Regions from separate parts of the Sus scrofa genome. Here regions 2 and 3 are each linked to region 1. A link is a contact called in public Hi-C and promoter capture Hi-C data. All regions are on one chromosome and are shown on one strand. Each heading gives the region's core, a stretch centred on a gene start, on an enhancer-like site or on the middle of the called end of the contact. The rest is flanking DNA. Distances are from core to core; before and after follow the strand shown. Region 1 holds the start of LDLR (low density lipoprotein receptor). Region 2 holds the start of ANGPTL8 (angiopoietin-like protein 8). Region 3 holds the start of KANK2 (KN motif and ankyrin repeat domain-containing protein 2).

Evidence for each region. Promoter capture Hi-C pulls out the DNA fragments that hold promoters and counts their contacts. A called contact is a pair of places that touch in the nucleus more often than the background predicts.
Region 2: a promoter capture Hi-C map of fetal liver shows a contact between it and region 1, with 2.1 times the contacts expected there. The contact joins the promoter of ANGPTL8 here to the promoter of LDLR in region 1. A contact is called at or near these places in 2 of 5 promoter capture datasets (fetal liver and liver), 2 of 47 Hi-C or Micro-C datasets (heart right ventricle and liver) and 1 of 2 datasets of contacts at active chromatin or transcription factors (skeletal muscle).
Region 3: a contact with region 1 is called in a Hi-C map of liver, with 2.4 times the contacts expected there. The contact joins the promoter of KANK2 here to the promoter of LDLR in region 1. A contact is called at or near these places in 2 of 47 Hi-C or Micro-C datasets (liver and skeletal muscle) and 1 of 2 datasets of contacts at active chromatin or transcription factors (skeletal muscle).

The regions. Positions count from the first base shown.
Region 1 is chr2:69,826,005-69,830,157 of Sscrofa11.1, reverse strand. LDLR (low density lipoprotein receptor) reads right to left here and starts at 1,775. Exons shown (of 18, transcript NM_001206354.2): 1 at 1,564-1,775. The coding sequence starts at 1,630.
Region 2 is chr2:69,949,265-69,953,417 of Sscrofa11.1, reverse strand. It overlaps ANGPTL8 (angiopoietin-like protein 8), which reads right to left and starts at 1,862. Exons shown (of 4, transcript XM_021083871.1): 1 at 521-1,862; 2 at 199-360. The coding sequence starts at 817. DOCK6 (dedicator of cytokinesis protein 6) reads left to right here. Exons shown (of 49, transcript XM_021083867.1): 15 at 1,909-2,026; 16 at 2,096-2,166; 17 at 2,412-2,550; 18 at 2,649-2,750; 19 at 3,465-3,551; 20 at 3,968-4,153.
Region 3 is chr2:69,922,861-69,927,013 of Sscrofa11.1, reverse strand. KANK2 (KN motif and ankyrin repeat domain-containing protein 2) reads left to right here and starts at 1,820. Exons shown (of 14, transcript XM_021083853.1): 1 at 1,820-1,950; 2 at 3,411-3,650. It overlaps DOCK6 (dedicator of cytokinesis protein 6), which reads left to right. Exons shown (of 49, transcript XM_021083867.1): 47 at 1-79; 48 at 340-504; 49 at 917-1,159. The coding sequence ends at 959.

The DNA of each region.
Region 1 (4,153 bases), core at 526-3,025:
TACTTTTTCTTAGGAAGAAGTGGATCAACGTGTGAAACACAGATTAATCAAGTGCGTCTTGACTAAACCATACTACCTCCGCTTCACACAACTGGGTGGCCGAATTATTATAATAATCCTCTGCCATGTGGCTACAACCTCCCTTCCTTTCCTCCCAGAGGAAACTGATGTGTCACGGGCACTGATTCCAAGAGTTCAAAGGTCTCGCCTCAAAGCCCCCCCTCCACCCTGTCAATAAAAAGACAGCTTCCTGCATCCTGTTAATCAGACCATCCCAAGCCTTTTCTACGCCCAGCTGGTTGTAAGTAGAAAAAAGACATTCTCTATAATCCAGAGCCAGGTCAAATGCCTCTAGCAGCCAATGGATAACTAAGGATCCTGCACCAAGCAGCCTCTTGCCCAAACCTAAATTTCAAACCCTCTAACACGAAAGGTCGTCTTGTAGGCAGCTCGGCTGAACCCATTTATCCTCTCTGAACAAACAAGGCAAGCTGAGGGGTCCATCCAGTCCCTGATACTCAGTCCCTGCCCCAGCACGGCTGGAGGTCTCCGCGAAAGTGCTCTTCGCGTCCGCTCAAGGAGTGGTATTAGTTCCTTAGGAACAGTTTCAGCCTGGAGAGGAACCGAAGCCTTGAGGGTGTCCCGGGCGAACCCAGCGAGGGCAGCCGCGAGGACAAAGTGCGGACAGAGGCCACGCCACCGATCGCAGAAGAAACCGAGGCATTCGCCGACGGGGCCCAGGCGCTCAGCAGGAGCCTCGTCCAGGCTCATGGAGCTTCTCCAGGGGCCCAAAACCTGCTCCCTCTTTTGTGACAGGAGCCTGGGATGAACCCCAGGAATCTCCTTCGACCTCACCCAGAACCAGGTGCCGCGGCGTGGTACCCCAGCCACGCCCCGCGCCGCGCGCGCTTCTCTGCCGCCATTGGCCAAGGGGAGTGGCTCGAGGCTCGCCTGTTCGAGTAGTGCCCAATAGCAGCCCGAGGGCGGGCCCGCGGGGCTGAAGGCGGGGCAGGAGGCGGTGGCCCGGGGCGGAAGCGTGGTTCCGGGACGATTCTGGGTGCCCTCGGCTCTGTTCTGGGAGCCAGCATCCCTTTCGGACAGCACAAAGCTAATTGGGCCGCCGTCGTAACCCCTGCAGGCGAAAAGGATGCAGAGGGAAGGATCCGGGGGAAGCGCTCGGCAGGGACCTCGAGGCTGAGCAATAGGGTTTTGGATCACCCTCACCCTAGAATAACTCTGAGAGGGAGAGCTCTCTCCCCACAGGGGTGGAGATCCGCGTACCGTGCTCTAAGATAAGGGGGACCTGCATCGAGTGGAAACTTGTGGGAAAGCCACACCATGTTTTCCCTGACTCCCCCAGAGCCTCCAGACCCCCTAAACTCTCGCGCCCCCCTTAGAGCCCCCTCCAACCACGTAAGAATGACTTCGTGCCATTTTCCCACAAGTCTGCCAAGGATACAGTGATTTTTAGTTCTCCACCCCCTAAAAAAAAAAATTACTAAGAGGCTCCCCGAGTTCGGGAGCTAACCTCCAAGCCGCGAGAGCTTCTGGAGCCAGACTTACCTGCAGCTGCCACCGCAGCAATGAGCAAGGCGACAGCCCATCGCAGGACCCAGCCCGTGGACTTCATGCTTCCAGCCTCCGCCTGCAGCTCCCTGGCCCGGGCTCCTGTTCACTGTGTGCGCTCTTGAAATCCGGGCTTCGCGCGGCCCGGACGCGACTGCACGCGGGGCCCCAGTCATTTGCAGCATTTCAATGTGAGGTTTCTCGTAGAGGGAGGAGTTTGCATGGGGTGATTTTCAAATATCTTCACCTCACTGCAAGAGGAGGAGTTTCGGGAGGAGGAGTTTCGAACGGCTGATGTGACATGGGATCCTTAACCCGTGAAGCCCTGACTCGGATTCCAGTCTTTTCCAAAGCCGCTCTGGGATGGGCTGCTAGATGTGTCGATTTTGGTGGCACAAGAACTAAGCCCCCGACCCCCAGCCCAAAATGGAAACGCGCGTCAGCTGAAGGGTATCCCTTAAATTTCTCTCAATTTTTAATTGTTACATCCTCTTTGGTGTCCAAAGTTAACATCCATCTGTCCTTCCAAATGGTTTTGGCCAATGACATCTCCCCTCTGACTAGAAATATTGGAAACTTACCCCCCACACACACCCCCTTCTCTACTTGGCCTTTTCCTTTCTAGGAATTGTTTATAGATTTTAACCATTTCGTCATATATAGTTTTAGAGAGTTCTTCCACATCGCCCCATAATCAATGAGAGTTAAATAAAATCATCTTGAAAGAACGCCCCAAAACTGATTTTGTTTTATGGGATCCAGCGCTCAGATGAATTTTGAGCAAAAACATCTCTAAAATCAACTGACCCACTACTTGGGGTCTGGATATAAATATTGATTTATCCTTTTAGGAGAAGGAGTTGAACAAACAGAGAAGCCACTTCCTCTCCTCTGAGCAAAATCAAAACAAAATAGAGCTTTCAGAGCTGAACCTGATTGCTTAGACCACAGAGGGCTGTTGGAAAACAGCTTTTAAGAATCAGGGAGTCTTCAGTGTTGCCGCAGCTACACAGCTGCCGCTTGGATTCAATCCCTGGCCCAGGAATTTCCCTATGCTGCAGGTATAGCCATAAAAATTTTTTTCAATAAAAATACATGAATGAATGCACAAAAAGCTATGGAGGAGAAATCTCTCAGAGTACTAAGGAGAGTTATCTTTGGGCAGTGACATTTTTTGTTTACCTCTATTTTTCTTGAGCTATCTATATTGTTCATGTATTCTCACCATGCTCAAAAATAAACCTTTTGAAACTAAGAAAAAAATAATTAAAATAATTAAAATCATAAAGATTTTCTTCACATTAAAAAAATAAATAAATCAGGGAGTCTCTTTTGGGATCCATGCACTTACCAGCGGCCCCTTGCCAAAAAAGCCTCCCACAAAGGGTCTGGCAGTTTTGGAGGTTTACTTCAGGAATGAGCAGAGATCTCTAAGGTTTTACAAACTGAGCTTAGCTGGGCAAACTAACCTTTCAGCAGGCTTACAGGGAAACCCAGCAGAGAAGTCAGAAAAGAAGTATAAGGGGCACAATTGAATCCTTGGGGAGAAAAATAGCGATTAATCCAGAAGAAGAAACTTACAAAGTGTTTGGCAGTAAAGAGCCCCAGATTCTGAATCAGACGGACCTCAGGCAAATAACTTAGCTTTGCCAATAAATCAAGGCTGATAAAATAAATATGGGGAGGAAATGCCTGCTTCCCTTATTTGGCAGGTTCATTATCAGGGTCAAAACGAGCTCATTAGCAATACCTGGAGAAATTTACAAGGACTAGCAAGTTCTGAGAGTGGTTTATGAATGTGTCACCATCAAATTCCATTCCTTATTCTATATGTGCCTCTTTTTGTTGTTGTTGTGTTTTTTTGTTTGTTTGTTAAGTCAGGAGCAGTAGATTTGGTTTTTTGTTTTGTTTTTCTTTTTTTGAGGGCCACACCTGCAGCATATCGAAGTTCCCAGGCTAGGGGTCAGATCAGAACTGCAGCCACTGGCCTATACCACAGCCAGGCAACACCAAATCCAAGCCACATCTGTGACCTATTGAACAGCTTTCAGCAGGGCTGGATCTTTAAACCACTGAGCAAGGCCGGGGATTGAACATGCATCATCACAGAAACAATGTTGGGCTCTAAACCCATTGAACCACAACTGAAATTCCTGGAGTACTAGGTCTGATTTCCTTTCTGAAAAATTATAAAAGACTTCTCAGGCTCAGTTTCTGTTCTGTTCCGCTCCAGCTTTTTCTGATCCACCTGGTGGTAGAAGGCCCTTGCTTCCCAATAGGCCTGCAAAGAGTTACCAGGAAACATTCCCTTCCAGAAGGGACTTAGCTTTTTATGTCTCCAGAGGTAGTTGTATGGAGATGTGAGGTCAGGCCTGAAAGAAGTCCACAAAAGCTCTGAAAAGAACATTCCCAGGGTGCCAGGTCCTGGGCAAGAATTCCAGGAGGGCTCTCCCCATGTCCTCAGGGCTCTTAACCCACTGAGCCACAACAGGAACTCCCAGTGTTTTGTTTTTGATGTCCTTGCAACTACATCTTTTCCCTCTCTCTTTTCTTCAAGGAAAAACTTCTTCCTCATACACACTTAAAA
Region 2 (4,153 bases), core at 613-3,112, 120 kb before region 1:
TGAGACATTAGTTCTTGCCTTTATTTGCAAATAGGGAAACTGAGGCCTGGGGAGGGACATGGGTTTTGCTCAGGGTCACACAGAGTAGAGGCCATGGCGCTAGAAGGCTGATCTGGGGGGTCTCTGGGACACAAGCTTCAGAAACGAGGTCTGGTTGTGAGTTAGGGTCTCAACTCCCCAGGGCTGGGAACACTTTACCTTTAAGGCCTCAAATTCTGGGTGGGCATGGCCTAGCCAAGCGCTCCTCAGCTGGACTTCTAGCTGCTTCATTCTCTCCCGTAGTACCTGCTGTCCCTGGGCCACCTCACCCAACGCCTGGGCTGTGGCCTGTGCCTGCAGCTTGAGAGCATCCTCTTCCATCTGATCAATAGATAGTGGATGTTAGTAGGATGACCTCCTGGGACTGGCCTGGTTTTAACACTGGAAGTCTTGGGGAAACCCCAACAGAGGGTCACCCTGGGCATAACCCCACCGTGGTGGACTCTTACCCACCCCACAACACCCCAACTACAGTGCCTACCTGCATCTCCAATAGGCTTACACGTAGCTCCTGGGCTGCATCCTGGCCCTGGCTGACCTTCTGCCCAAGGAGCCCCAGTGCTTGGCCATAGAGGCGCAGGCTGTGCCCAGCCTCTGTCAGCTGTGACTCCGTGGCCCTGTATACACCATTGAGAGCCTGGCTCAGCTGCAGGGCCCCATGGAAGAGCAGAGTCAGCTCCTCATGCTGTGCCAGCTCTGAGCTGCTCACGGGGGTCACCGGGGCAGGCTGGGCCACCATTGTCAGGGTGCACAGCAGGCACAGCATGAGCGTGGACATGGCTGGGGGTCTGGGGTTGTGGCCACAGCACCACTGCTACTGCCTTTTATGTCTTAACACCCCCTTTAACCTCCGGTCAATCGTTAACCGGCCAGCCAGCTGCCCCATGTTGTGCAAGGCTCCGGCGATGGCGCGATAGTTGCATCAGGTGAATGTCCAGCCGGGCCATGCCAGGATCATGCTGGCTGAGGCTCTGGGCCAGGCTTGGTCTGGGGGCACTGGGAGAGGACAGGCCCAGGCCCTGCTGGTGGCCCAAAGCCTCCAGGCCTCAGTTTCCCTTTCTGTGGATAGGCATGGCAACAATAGCAATGATAACAGTGAGGCTTTCCAGCTGCCATTACAGTAGCTGGTCTCATAACCTTCCTATGAGTCTGCGATGCTGAGGTCTTTGTTGGTCAGGTCAAGAGCTAGGGGAGCAGGTGCAGGTGGCAGGGACTCTCCCAAGGCCACCCAGCCTGGCTCCAGGACCTCTACATGCCCTGGATCAATGCTCACCACCATTTTTTTGCCCGGATGACTGTGGGCAAGTGTCTCTGTTTCCCTGCCTGTGTGATGGGGGTGATGTGATTCCTGCCTCCCAGGCTGCTTGTGAGAAATAAATGAATTGTTTTATGTTGAAAGCACAACAGACAGTAGGTGCTGCCTTAGTGTTTGGTGCAGTTACAGACATAACTGTTGTTTACCATCACGTGGTAAACAGTTTCATAGGGAAACTGAGGCCCAGGGGCAGGTTGGGGCCTGCAGAGAGTTATCCCTGCAGGAGGAAGGCAGAATTCTGACCCTCGCCTGTTTCCCCACCCGAGAGACAGGCTGTACAGCTCTTGTGGCCTCTCCTGGGGGAAGGGGGGTCAGGCTCCTGAGCTGGGTGATGGGCAGGTCAGCGTGGGTAGGGCTCGCACCTGACACTGGCTGCCTGGGCCACCTTGGAGCCTGATCCTGAGCACCCTTCTGTCCCCCACTCTCTGCCACTTACATCTCCTGCCCCCTCCCCAGCTCTCGGTGTCCTAGCTCGTTCCAGCAGCGCCCCCCCCCGACCTTGTTCCAGTGGCCCAGCCCTTCTCTGTCCCTCTAACATGCCCCTTCCCCCTCAGGAACCTGCTGTACGTGTACCCGCACAGCCTCAACTTCAGCAGTCGCCAGGGCTCCGTGCGAAACCTCACCGTGCGAGTGCAGTACATGGCAGGCGAGGACCCCAGCCAGGCCCTGCCGGTCAGTGGCTGGCCCAGGGGTGGGGGGACAGGGTGTCCCAGCCAGCCCCTCACACCCCTGCTCTACCAGGTCATCTTTGGCAAATCCAGCTGCAGTGAATTCACCCGCGAGGCCTTCACCCCCGTGGTCTACCATAACAAGTATGTTGGGGGGTGGGGTCAGGAGGGGGTTGTGAATGGGGCACTGATGAGGACACGGTGAGGCAGGAACAGGGGCGGGGCAGGCAGACTTCATGAGTGCTTGTGGGGGACCCTGAGGCAGAGAGCAGGGACAGTAGGGCTTGGCAGCACTGGGGGAACGTGTGGCAGAGGAGGGTGGGACAGGCATGAGGTGGGGGTTAGGGGGAGCCTGGCCCCCAGCAGAACCCCCAGCTCTGCTCTGCCAGATCCCCTGAGTTCTACGAGGAGTTCAAGCTGCGGCTTCCGGCCTGCGTGACAGAGAACCACCACCTGCTCTTCACCTTCTACCACGTCAGCTGCCAGCCCCGGCCAGGCACGGCCCTGGAGACTCCTGTGGGCTTTACTGTGAGCCCCCCCTCCGCCCCTACCAGCCCAACCCCCCACACCCAGCGCTCCTGGCCCCTGTCCGGCCCCATACCTGACCCCAGCCTCTCTCTCCCCAGTGGATCCCGCTGCTGCAGCACGGCCGCCTGAGGACCGGTCCCTTCTGCCTCCCTGTGTCCGTGGACCAGCCTCCGCCCAGCTACTCCGTGCTCACACCGGACGTACGTGCCCTGGACCCCCTGCCAACAGCACCCTATCGCCTATTACCTTTCCCACAACCCCATTCATGTCCTGCTTTCCTTCTCATCAACACCCCTGGGATCCTTGTTGTCCACTGTTAGGGCCTCTGGGGTCCCTGCCTACCTCAGCACGCCACCCCCTGCCCTGTTATTAATCCTGTGTGTCCTGCGCCCCCTTGTGTATGTCCCTCCCTGTCCTCAGCTACCACGTCTCATTAACATTCCCCCCCACACACACTCGCACCTCTGCATTCACCGTCCCCACTAAGATTCCACTGCCTTTCCCCTGCAGTCCCCCATTTGCAGCCCTGCCTGATGCTCTGATTACTGTCCCTCGTCCCTCCCTCCCCCACATGAATGCGCTGTCACCCTCCCACATACCCTTGAGCCTTTCACTAGCACCCCAGGGGCCTGGAGTCCTCCGTTTATGCTGTTTTTCATTCATTCCCTGCAGTAACCTTCACCCTCAGTTTGTTCTCCCGCGAGCATCCCAGGCTTCTGGCCTGCCCAGTGGACCCCCGTCGTGCTCCATCCCATCCGCCCCCATTTCTGGGCTGGGCCAGGCTGGGGGCAGGGTGTCCAGCTGCTCCCCAAGGCAGGGCCATGCTCTGGCCACTGTGTCGCAATGGCTGAGGCTGATGGACTAAGCGGCGGGGGAGGGCCGGCCAGTGCCCACCTGAAGTGTCCCTCCCGCAGGTGGCGCTGCCGGGCATGCGCTGGGTGGATGGCCACAAGGGCGTGTTCAGCGTGGAGCTCACAGCTGTGTCCTCTGTGCACCCTCAGGTAGTGGGGGGTGGGACCAGAACCCACGAGTCCGGCCCTGGGGTTGGGCAACAGTTTCCGCTGACCAGGGAGGCCTGGCTTCAGGCCACGGATGTGACTTCGGTCAGCTGGGTCAGACTCCTGCGGAAGCTGCTGACTCAGGGGTGGGCAGCCGTGTGCCAATGGCCCTCCCAGCTGGAGCTTTGGCCTTTGCATGGTCTCACCCCGACCCCGCATTTGTCCCTTGCTATTTTTGTGGTCACTCCCCGTCTCTTTCCTTTCTTGAGCTACTGTCTTATCCCTTTCCTCAGTTATTGTCCGTTCATTGTCCCCAGCCTTGATGATTCAGCCCACTCAGCACCCCTGACTTGATCCCCTAAGCCCTTCCTGGACTGGGGGCCCTGGCCCTTTCCCGATCACCCCTGGTCCCCCACCAGGACCCCCACCTGGATAAATTCTTCACCCTGGTGCATGTCTTGGAGGAGGGGGCCTTTCCATTCCGGCTCAAGGATGCCGTGCTGAGCGAGGGCACAGTGGAGCAGGAGCTGCGGGCCAGCCTGGCAGCCTTGCGCCTTGCCAGCCCCGAGCCCCTTGTCGCCTTCTCCCACCATGTGCTGGACAAG
Region 3 (4,153 bases), core at 571-3,070, 97 kb before region 1:
TGGCTGAGATCCCCGAAGACCCCAAGCTCTTCAGGCATCACAACAAGCTGCGGCTCTGTTTCAAGGACTTTTGCAAGAAGTAGGCCTGACCCCCACACACACACTCATCAGAGTTCCTCTAACCCCCATTATGGCCTTCTGCCTACCTGACATCCCAGAACAGCCTATCCACCTGACCCCCATCATAGCCTCTTTGATTTCCATGAAGTCATAGCCACCTATCAGACCTCCCATCATAGCTCCCCTGCATGCCTGACCCTACCTCATGGACTCTGCACGTCCGTTCTTGCTTTCTGCTGAGTGTCAGCCCCTGACCATCTCCTATCATGTGGTCCTCAGGTGCGAGGATGCACTGCGGAAGAACAAAGCCCTGATTGGGCCAGACCAGAAGGAGTACCACCGTGAGCTAGAGCGCAACTACTCCCGCCTTCGGGAGGCTCTGCAGCCCCTGCTCACCCAGCGCCTTCCCCAGCTGCTGGCACCGACCACAGCCAGTAGCCTCAGGTGCCTGACCTGGGGCCTCCCTACCCTAGAGAAGGCAAGGCAGATAGGCAAAGCCAGGCAGAGCATGGGGGCGGTTACACATGTGCACATCAACACGGGTGCTCATGGCTTTGCACAAACATGTGAACACTCAGACATGTGCAGGCTCTGGGCAACTTTTTCTGATCCTAGCCAGGTCATTTCCCAGGCATGTGACTTCATGTTTCTAAGACTCAGTTTCCACATCTATCAAAAGGGGCATGATTCATATCTCCAGTGATGGAGTCTAAGAATCTCTGATTCTGTAGCCAGATTAGAACCATTGTGAAAGGAACCAGGAAGACCCTAGAAGGATCTTTGGAGGAAGAGGCTGGGGAGCATCATGCAGTTGGGGGCCCTGTGGCCATGTTGATCCATCTCATTCCTCCCCTAGGAACTCCTTGAACAGAGCCAGTTTCCGGAAGGCTGATGTCTGAACCCACAGGGCCTGAAGCCACACGCCAGAGGAACCAGCAGCCTGGCCTCAGTTGTCTGTGCCTTCCTGAGAGTCTCCCCCCACTGCCCACTTAGCCCTGGGTGACCACACTGCACATGGGGCTGGGCCCTCTGTTCCTCTGTCCTCATCTGTGTGCACTGATGCTCCTTACCTTTTCTAATTTAAAATGGTTTTTATAAACAGCCTGTGTGGTATGGTCCCTGGGGTCTGGGTCCTGGGTACACTTTACCTGCACACCCTGGCTATTGATGCACAGACACTGAGAACCACTTGGGTGCCAGGGACACATCAGTGACAATAGATGCAATTCCTGCCCTTTTAGAGCCGACATTCTAGCAAGGAAGGCAAAACACAAATGACAGTGTCACATGGGTGCATGGGAAATAATGGTAACACTTACTAAACCCTTGCTGAATGCCCAGTCCTGCATAATTGGTGCCCAGAAAGACACTCCCCTGTTTATGAGCCTTTCTGCCTGAGGGACCTCCCTAGGTCCCTGCCTCATGGTTGGTGAATCTGATCAACTCCATGGTCTTAACCCTGCTTTACAGATGGGGAAACTGAGGCAGCAAGCAGTTGAAAGCTTGGTAGGGTTAGGAACTGAGCCTAGGCATTAGCTTTGGCCTGTGCAGCTTCGCCTTGACCAGGGCCCCCCCTGCCTGCCCCGTGGTGGTCACGCCACCGTGTACCAGGCCCGCGCTGGGCGGCTTCCAGCCCTGGGCTGGCTGGGGGAGGGGTGACCTCCTATAGCCGCCGCCGTCACCACCCGCCCTCAAGGCCCTCCAGGAGCTGGGCCCTGGCCAGCTCCGCCCCGCCAGCTCCGCCCCCTCCAGCCCCCCCCCCCCGCAGCGGCCCAGCTGCAGCAGACCGAGGAGGACACGGTTGCGGGAGGACCCTGCCCTGGGGAGTGGAGGAGGGGTTGGAGTTCGGACACCCCCACGTGCGCGCACACACACACACCTGCCCTCCAGGTGCATTTGTGTCCCCACCCCCACTTCCCCTACACCGCGGCCGGGCTGCCTGGGACTGGAGGGAGCGGGGGTGGTCTGGAGGGGGCGGGGCGGGGCGGGGCGGAGCTACTGCCGAGGGCCGGGCGACCGGGCGGCGGCGCGGAGGACGCACGGGCGGCGGGACGCTGGGACGGCGGCGGCCGGATTGCGCGAGGCGAGTAGCACCCGGGCTGGGTCAGGGTTCGAGTCCGGTTCGGGGTTCGAGCGTGGTCCCCACTCCACCCCACCCCATCCCGCCTTCAACCCCCGGGCTCGACCTCGCAGGTCTCTACAGCCGCTGCCTCCAACTCCGTTATCTATGCCCAAACTTTCCGCACTTCCAGCGTCTCGGTCCCCGCGCCGCTGTCCCGTCCCCATCTTTGACCCTGTCCCAGCTTCTCTCCCCCGGCCCCATCCTCCGTCTGTATCTCCCTGTCCCTTCGCCCCATCATTGCCTTCCCCCTTACCCTCCCCCTTGTCTCCGTCCTCCTTTCCACCTCTGTCCCTCCCCACCAACCTCCACTCTCTATCCTCCCTCGCCCTCCTCCGCAGCCGGGCCAGAGCCAGGCCCCAGGCGGCGGGAAGGCGTCCGGGCGTCCGGCCGGGCTGGGCCTCGGCCTGCGGCTGGGCCGGCGTGGGGAGCGGCAGCTGTTTGCCATTAACTGGGGACCCCGCAGACCCCGCCCTCTCCCTCCACGGGGCGGGGTCCTCCTCACCCCCGTCTTTGGGGCGGGGAGAGGAATGGGAGACCCCAGGGACGTACAGGCTGGTCTGGGAGAGGGGCTTTAGGGAGACCCCGCCGGACTTCTGGCCTGCCTCGGACCCCGCCTGCGCCCTTTCCCTGAGCTTCCCACCTGTCCTCTCTTGGAGTGTCCTGTCTCTCTTCCTATCCTGTGTCCTCCCCATTCTCCAGGGGTCCCATAGAAAGAGAGGACCCTCAGCCACAGACACCCACCACCACTACACTGACCCCCACCATCTGCTGTCTCCACCTTGAGTCGCCTTCCCACGTGGAGGACCCTCAGAGGGCTGGAGAAGCTCAGACCCCAGTCTCTCTCAGAGAAATGGGCAGAGGGATGTGGCGAGGAGGGTGAAGTTGCCTTCGCTGCCAATGGGGAATCTACCAGCCACTTCCCCCTTTGGTGACCCTGGGCAAGTCACTGTACCTCATAGATACCTCATCTGTAAAATAGGGTGATAACTACTCACCTCATTTATCCTGATCAAATGAGTTGTTTGGATGGTGATTATACTTACTACTGTTATTTGCTGTACCCCTCTCCACCTCCAGGGGTCCTCACAGGGGACAGTTCCTGCTCCCTGCTTCCAGTCTCTTTTGGGTCCCCAGAAAATATCTTTGATCACCTTTCCGTTGTGCGTGGGGTGACCAACAGTCAGGTAGAAAACCAAATTTCCTACAATCAGGTGACTGTGTGTTCCAGGCATTGAAAGACGGAGAGGTGAGGACAGAGACGTGGAGAAACAGGGAGAGAGAAGTGGAGAGAGACAGAGAGACAGAGACGTGGAAAGGCACAGAGACTCGGGGAAAGACACAGAGAGACGTGGAGAGAGACAAAGCAAGACACTGAACAAGGACGTAAGACAGGACAAGCTCAGTTGCCCCTGGAGCCCTGGCCCCGCCTTCATGCCTGGCAGTTGCCCCACCTGGCCCATCCTCGCAGGTACCCACTGCCTTGGCACCCATAGGCTGGAAAGGGTCCTCTCTGATGGTGGGTTGGGCCAGGACCTCTGTAGCCGGGTGGGCATAAGTCAGACCAAAGAAGGGTTTGGCCAAATTCAGAGTGTTGGGGACAAAAGTGGCCTGGCTGGCCTCCAGGGCTGGAGTGAGGAGGATGGGGGGGAGCAGGTTAGTAAGAGGCCCTGATTGTCCTTCCCAATTGCAGCCTCCGGGTGCCCCCTCTTACTTCCTCCCCCTAGCCCCATGACTTCCCGGGCCTCCACCCCAGCCTTCTATCCCGACTGTGCCCCCAAGCCGGACGCGTCCTAGAGGGGAGGGCAGGAAGTTCTCGTGTAGCCCGGCAGCGAAACTGTTTATTTTTAGAGAAAATTGTTTCCATAAAGGGGAAAGGCTTTCCTCCTCGCTGCCTCCCCCCAACTTTCCCTACCACCCCCCTACTCCGGTCTGGCCTGACCCAGCTCTGTTTTGGGGTTCCCTACCCTGAGC